Linked DNA regions of Mus musculus: region 1 is linked to region 2. The links are chromatin contacts, called in public HiChIP or PLAC-seq maps. All regions are on one chromosome and are shown on one strand. The core of a region is the stretch at or near the end of the contact, and the rest is flanking DNA. Distances in the headings are between cores, read along the strand shown. Region 1 holds the start of 4930488L21Rik (RIKEN cDNA 4930488L21 gene). Region 2 overlaps Gm26843 (a long non-coding RNA gene).

Region 1 (3,348 bases), core at 461-2,960, 190 kb before region 2:
GAGAGAGAGAGAGAGAGAGAGAATATGAAGGTAAAGGCGGTGCCAGCAAGATAGCTCAGAGGATAAAGGCACTTTGTCACAAGGCTGGCAATTTGAGTTTGATCTCCGAACCCATGCAAAGGTAGAAGGAAGAACAGACTCCATGGAGTTGTCCTTTACACACACACACACACACACACACCCCAAAAGATTTTAAACACTTGAGAATTAGGCTTCTGAAAATTGATGCAAACTCCCCCTTATTGCATTGTGCAGAAAAATTCCAAAGGTTTGAGTGTGTAACGGCCCTGGGCTGATGAGGGTAATAACGCCCTGTTCTAGGCAGTGTCTCTGCCTGCCAGTCCCTAACGGCTTCACTAGCTGCTACAGGCATATTCTGATTCCTCCTCATAAGCAGCACCGCAACCTGGACGAGGACACAAGCCGACTGAAGCAGCTCCTTGCCTTCTGAAAACGCTGATGACAAAGGATCTGATAACATTCGGATAGCAATATTCCTCCTCTCAACCCAAAGGAAGGGGCTGTGCTACTAGGCCCAATCCCTGGCTCCTCACAGGGTGTCACCAACGGCAGACTCTCTAACCATCTAATTTCATCTGCCTAGGTGAAACAACACAGCATCTGAATTAACTTACACATATGGCCTGACGGGCTCGTCACCAATCATATTGCACAGGGAAACAGGAAATTGCTTTCTGCAAATGCTACCGAGGCTTTCTGGGCTGGCCCCACCCAGAAAGTACAATCTTCCCCGGCTACAAATGACTCTCACTCAAGTGGTGATCTCAAAACCCATCTCTGGAAGTGAGGACTCCAAAGAATCTGTCACCGGGATACAGTGACACCAACCTCACATTTTGTGGTTAATAAAACAAGTCCTGCATTCGGCTTGGCACAAGTCCCTGATCTGATTTATTTCAGGCTCAGCTCATAGGAAAAACTGCCATTCATGAATGCTTCAGGAGGGCAGGTCAGCTGGGTTTTTTGTGGCACAACTGGCGTGCTCACACCCATTTCTGGTGGACATTCTGATCAAACCTAGCCGATTTCCTAAAGAGATCTGGCACGTTTTGTTCTTAAAGGGAAACAAACAAACAAAAAAAAAATCAATTACAAAAAAAAAATCTCAGTTTTGACAGGCAGTTTTCACAGAAAAGGTGTTTGTGGGAATAGAGAAAGGAAGAAATGCAGGAAAAGAGAAAAATGTTCTGATTTCCGATTAAATAGAATCAAACATCGGACACTTCACCCCATCTTCCTCAGTGCAACCCAATATAAGTCAGACGCACAGGACTTTCCTCAGAATGTCTCCTCAGTCTTCCTTTAAGATTTCGTGCCCCAGGACTTAATCAGGAATTTCCATTCTAAAGTGGCACACGGATCTCCTCAGAGAGCTAAGCTTTCTTTGAATAAAAAAGGCAAGTTGCCCTTTTGGGGACTCGATACGTATTTTTAAACCTCTTATTAAATCAACCTAATTTATGAGGCATGTTCAGGAAGAGCAGGTAGCAAGCTGCTTTGGTGGATGCAAAGTTTCTTTGCCATCCCCTCCCACACCCCCAATTCCACCTCCTTTGCCCTCCTCCTGCCGAGGGTTTCCGAATGTCTTCGGGGCCTTTCCGAAGCCGCCGAAGCCGCTCGGCCCTCTCCGCTTGGACCCCGACTGTGCTCCGAACACTGTCGAGATCCTCCGAGCCCCGCTCCCAGGTCAGGCCGAGCGGAGCCGAACACCGCCGAGCCAAGCTCAGCCCCATCGACTTTTCCAGCCTCGGCTGGGCGCTGTCCACCACTTACAACGCCTGAAACCTCACCCTGGCTCAGGAGGCCGAGGCTTCTACCGGACTCCCGGCCTGCCACAGTGGATTACAGACTTGTGAAGTTTCGAAACCTGCCCCTAAGGAGAAAGAGGTGGCGCGGTTTGCATTTCCCGACACGCGAGGGCTCCAGGCAGATGCAACATGCACCTTGTTGCAAAGAGCAATTCCCCAGGCCCCGCCTCCCCATCCATTTGGACTGCACAAGCCCCAGAGAAACCCCAGGCCAAATTACTGGTGGCTCAGAAGGGTGAGGCTAGCCGAAGGGGCCTGTGAGAAGAAAGCCCCCGGGAGCTCTCGAACGCAAATAAGAACATGCCAAGCAGATGGGAGAAACTGTCTCCTAGTCGCTGCTCCCTACCATCATGGCGCCGCCTGGAACTCGCTTGTCATGCCTGTTACACATGCAAGAATTTTTGCTTCTTGGTTTTGAAACCACAAGCACGATTTGTCTCCCACCCACCTTCCCTCGAAAGGGGCTTTTATTTTCCATTGTTTTCCTACGGGATGCAATTACTTCGGCTATTCTGTCAAGTTGAAAAATAATCATTTTTGTTTACAGCACAGCAACCTCTAATTAGGAGCTGTGTGTGCACGAAGGTGTCACAGCAAAGCGACATGGAATCCTCGCTAAACGGTCCTAACGAACTCCTCCGTCCCGAACTGACAGGCCAACGGAAACAGGGCCAGGAGGCCCGGAAGGCACGCACCCGTTCCCTGCCGGCCACCCCTCCCCAGGCAGAGCTGCCTGGAGGCTCACCGGGAACCGTGGAGTGGATGGGGCAAGAAGCAAGCCAGAGAGGAGGAAGGACGGGCGAGGCTCCTAAGTGGGGAAATGTGGAAAGGAAGGAATATCCCATTTTGTTTTAATTTTCAACCATCACTCAAATCCACCCCCAGTTAATTAGGAGGGGAAACTGATATCTAAGGCAGAAAGGGGGCGGTGGCAAGTAGGGCCTGAAATCCGCATTGAAGGTAGAATACAGAGTGTAAATACAACGATAAAGGCTACACAGTGACTGGAACCTGCGGGTGTCAGAAGAGCAAAGGCTGGAGGGCCAGGGAGGAGAGGGGCTGGAGGGCAGATGAAACTGGCTTTTAGCCCCACAGACCCTCCCACCTCTGCCTTGGATAAGGCTGTGTCTGTCACATCCGCTTGGAAACCCATCCTTTCTCCCCAGTGCACGCCCCCTCCCCTAACCCTTGCTCGCTTTGGGGGGGGGGGTCGTCTAAGCCACAGCCACCAGGAATTCAGCACCAAACTCGTGAACAGCAAACACTTGATCCTCCACCCCAATCTGCTAGGGCTGGGTCCCCTCCATGTTTTAGTCAAGTTCAAAATCACTGCCTCAAGAGAAGCAGGGGGAAGTGGGATTCGAGGGGTGGGGTGGAGGAGGAGGGGAAAGAAGATGAGGCAGAGACAGAAATGGAGGCAGTGAAACACGAAATACTCCACGAGCAAGAGTTATGATCATAAGCACGCCAATAGTGTGATGTTCTGATCAATATGGCGGACACTGTCATTCATACAACT
Region 2 (3,315 bases), core at 122-2,621:
AATTGTAGAGCTGTCCCTTGCTATGATAAAGTAGAGCATCTTCTTGGGCTTGTTTTGATCTCCCTTGCTGTGCTGATGGCTTCTGGCACAACACCTTCTACAGAGGTGCAAATTAGCAAATGAATGACTGGATAATTATCAAACAAAACAGTGACATTCCTAGAATCTGTCACTGAATCAAGGACCACAGGAACAGAAATCCTCTTATGGTTTTACTTTGTTAAATGTCCTTTAGAACACTGTCCTAACCAATTACATTAGAAACAACCTCCAAACTCAATGTCTTCAAATACCAAGCCATTGCCTCTCTTGGTTCTGTGGACGCACTAAGCTCAGCTCTCTCTCTCTCTCTCTCTCTCTCTCTCTCTCTCTCTCTCTCTGTGTGTGTGTGTGTGTGTGTGTGTGTGTGTGTGTTTTACCTGAGATCTGTCATGCAGTTTTAGAACAGAGAAGCCAGGGTTGGAGTCATTGGAAGGCTCGACTGGGCGGATATCCAAGATACATTGAGGACAGCTGATGTCAGCGGCTGGATTACCCACACTTGTCAACTGGACAGGACCAGTTTATAACACTTGGCCTGTCCACGTGGCTTGGGTTTTTCACAGAATTGCTTCTGGGTGCCCAAATCTGTCATCTGTCAGTGAGCATTCTGAGAGAGCTGATAACGAACAGCAGGTTTCCTATTATCTAGCCTTGGGGGCCATAGCATATGGCTACAAGCAAACATATGATCTTGGGGACTTGGTAGAGTGCCTGCCTAGCAAGTAGGATGGCCCGGAATTGAAAAACAAACAACAAGCAAACAAACAACAACAAAACTTCAAACGCGTTATCCCTGAAGGACAACCTATCTCTGCAAGAGCCTTCCTTTATCACGTGATCCATCCACTATACTGCTGAGCACTGGCGACAATCACTATCAACCGGATCTAGCAGAGGTAAGTGGGAGCAAAGAAGGGGTGAAACAGTAGTATGTGTGATCATGGGTAAAAGTTAGGTTTGATGGAGCTAATGCAGGATATAAAATGAGACTGGGAGATGGAGGGTTGGGGAGTACTGCAGACAAATCTCACCTGCTCCCTTCCCTGGCTCAGCGTGTATTGGTGTGGATTAAGACAGAAAGGTGGCGTGAGCACAGGCCACAGAGTTTTTGCAAATGTCCTTTATTTTAATTTCATCTATTCTAAACGAAAATTACCCTACCAACTGGACCTGAACGAGTTGAGTTCGTTTTCACGCATGCGTCGCTTTGCATCTGTGGCCTCCTGTTGTGCTGAGCAGGGGCTCTATGCCTTTCGTCTGGACTGGGCTCAGAAATGCTCTCCAACGTTAGCTGCCGCCTTTGCCTGTGTCTCATTCAGGTTGAGGGAGCTTGGCGGAGGGCCAGCGAGCTGTGCTTGATTAGGGAGGTGACTCAGGACTCCCATTGTGTAGCCCTCACTGGTGCGTGGACAAAGCTCTAGGGAAGCTGGATTCGATACCTCCCATTCTGTCATGGCCTGGCTATGCTGCCTGGGACGAAGCCCTTAGGGTGCTTCATGAATGTTTATCACTGCCAGCAGGACCCATCCATCTTAAGTGGGAAGGCAAGGAGGAGGAGCTTTCTTTTCGCTTTAACCTCTCAAGGAGCATGCTGGTTTCTTTAAACACTAACCCAAACAGCAAGGTTTTGATTTCTTGTCTCTGTAAGGACTCACATTTCTTCCGGGAAGGGGGATTTCATTTTACGGTTATAGCAGTATTTAGGGCAAGAATCTGCTTGCTTCTTTTTCGGATGCTGAGATGCCAGGCTTGGCATACTCTGGACACCCCAGAGTCTTTGCAGTGTCCTCTACTGTGTGCCATTGCACCCCTGTGTGACCCTCAAAACCCCCATGTCGCATGGTTGCTTGTCCTCCTCGCAGCTTCCCTACAGCCACTTTCAGACATTTTAAACCCGTTTGCTCAGTCAGTCTCCCAGAAGATGGCATGTAACATGAATGGACCCTGGGCTGAAACCAGGGCACTTCAGAGCGCCCCACCCATTCACTCTCCCATCTGCATGACCTTGGTTAAGTATTTGCAATCACCCCCCACCCCCCCCCCCCGCCACCTCCCAACTCCAAATTCTCTAGACTGAAAAAAACAAGAGACCGATTCTCTTTAGTTTCTTCCTTTTGACCTTAGAGTTTACAGTTGACATAAGTCTATAGAATTCTGGCAACTTAACCAGGTTCATTTATGTTCATCTCCTCCCAATAACCTTGAGTGTTCTTGTTCATAAGACACCATCTCTAGACAACGTGGAGATGTATGTTATTACTGAAAGCATGGATTGGGCTCTCCTTTCCCTGTCTTGTCCCTTATCTCTCACATTTCATCTGGCAAGTAGGCTCACACTGTTCTTCCTAGCCGTTGATGCTCTGAAATCTCTTAGGATCAAGTACAGCAGATGGAAGCAACTGTCTGAAGCCTGAACTTCAAACATTCTATTAACGCAACACGCAGTATACCAATCCCGGCAGAATGCCCGCAGACCGATTTGGTTCTCCTTTGATGAGGCTCAGATGCGAGGCAATAACTACCCTCTTGGAGGGAGCCGTGATTAGCTAGAGGGCTGCGGAGTCCCTGCTAGCTCTATCACCAGAGTATGAAGAACAGCCCCAAGGACGAGCGCTCAGCCCTGGGAGTCGATATTTTGCTTACTTCAACATTGTACAAGGTTCTGCTGTGCTACAAAGATTATAGAAGCAGTCTTGAGGGAGATGAACACGATTTGGCTTGAAAATCAGAAAACCTTAGAGATTCTTAAATCCATTTTTATGTTCTATATATTTGGGGGAAGCCACCTTTGTGGTAAGCCAGTGGCGATCACATGTTCCCCAACTGTGCAAGCCATTCCACATCTTCTGCTTTCTACTGCTGGTATCCACTTTATCCTCCCAGCTCCCGCATATTCTTCCATGTTCTCCTCTATGCTTGGAATGCACAGGCCCAAATGATCACCGTTATCATTGCATTCACTCTTTGGGACCAAATGATGGGCCTTGGAGTCTGAATAATTTAGGATGAAATCCCAGTTTTCTCCTTCTAAGGAAGGCTGTCTAATTTCTCTGAATGCCTTTAATTTTCTTATTTGTAATATGAAGCTAATAATTCCCGCCTTACAGGGTTGTAGTGAGAATTACAAGTGACAGCAGGAGACTTAGCAGCACTAAACAGGGTATCAAGCACCCAGGGGCCCTCCGAGCAGCATTTACTGTCCTTTCCCTTATGGTTCTCTCTTATGGAACACGGTAGAGCTGCTTTGGCTTGGCTTGTCCTCGAAAGGTTAGT

The links. HiChIP or PLAC-seq counts read pairs in DNA pulled down with a chosen protein or histone mark.
Region 1: a contact with region 2 is called in an H3K27ac HiChIP or PLAC-seq map of VIP interneurons, with 4 times the contacts expected there. The contact joins the promoter of 4930488L21Rik here to the enhancer-like site in region 2. A contact is called at or near these places in 4 of 39 promoter capture datasets (3T3-L1-derived adipocytes, cranial neural crest, hippocampal neurons and 1 more), 5 of 115 datasets of contacts at active chromatin or transcription factors (VIP interneurons, embryonic basal ganglia, embryonic forebrain and 2 more) and 1 of 9 other capture datasets (liver).

What each region holds. Positions count from the first base shown.
Region 1 is chr8:93,811,917-93,815,264 of GRCm38.p6, reverse strand. 4930488L21Rik (RIKEN cDNA 4930488L21 gene) reads left to right here and starts at 1,710. Exons shown (of 1, transcript NR_026888.1): 1 at 1,710-3,348. All of the region lies in intron 2 of Gnao1 (guanine nucleotide binding protein, alpha O), which reads right to left.
Region 2 is chr8:93,625,102-93,628,416 of GRCm38.p6, reverse strand. It overlaps Gm26843 (a long non-coding RNA gene), which reads left to right. Exons shown (of 10, transcript XR_003947433.1): 8 at 1-938. Among named protein-coding and RNA genes, the nearest start is that of Ces5a, 91 kb to the right of the region's middle. Within about 2 kb of position 1,371, at least 72 of the 459 cell types and tissues checked have an H3K27ac peak or open chromatin away from gene starts, as enhancers often do. A contact at or near this core is called in VIP interneurons, embryonic basal ganglia, embryonic forebrain and 2 more, where this site is marked.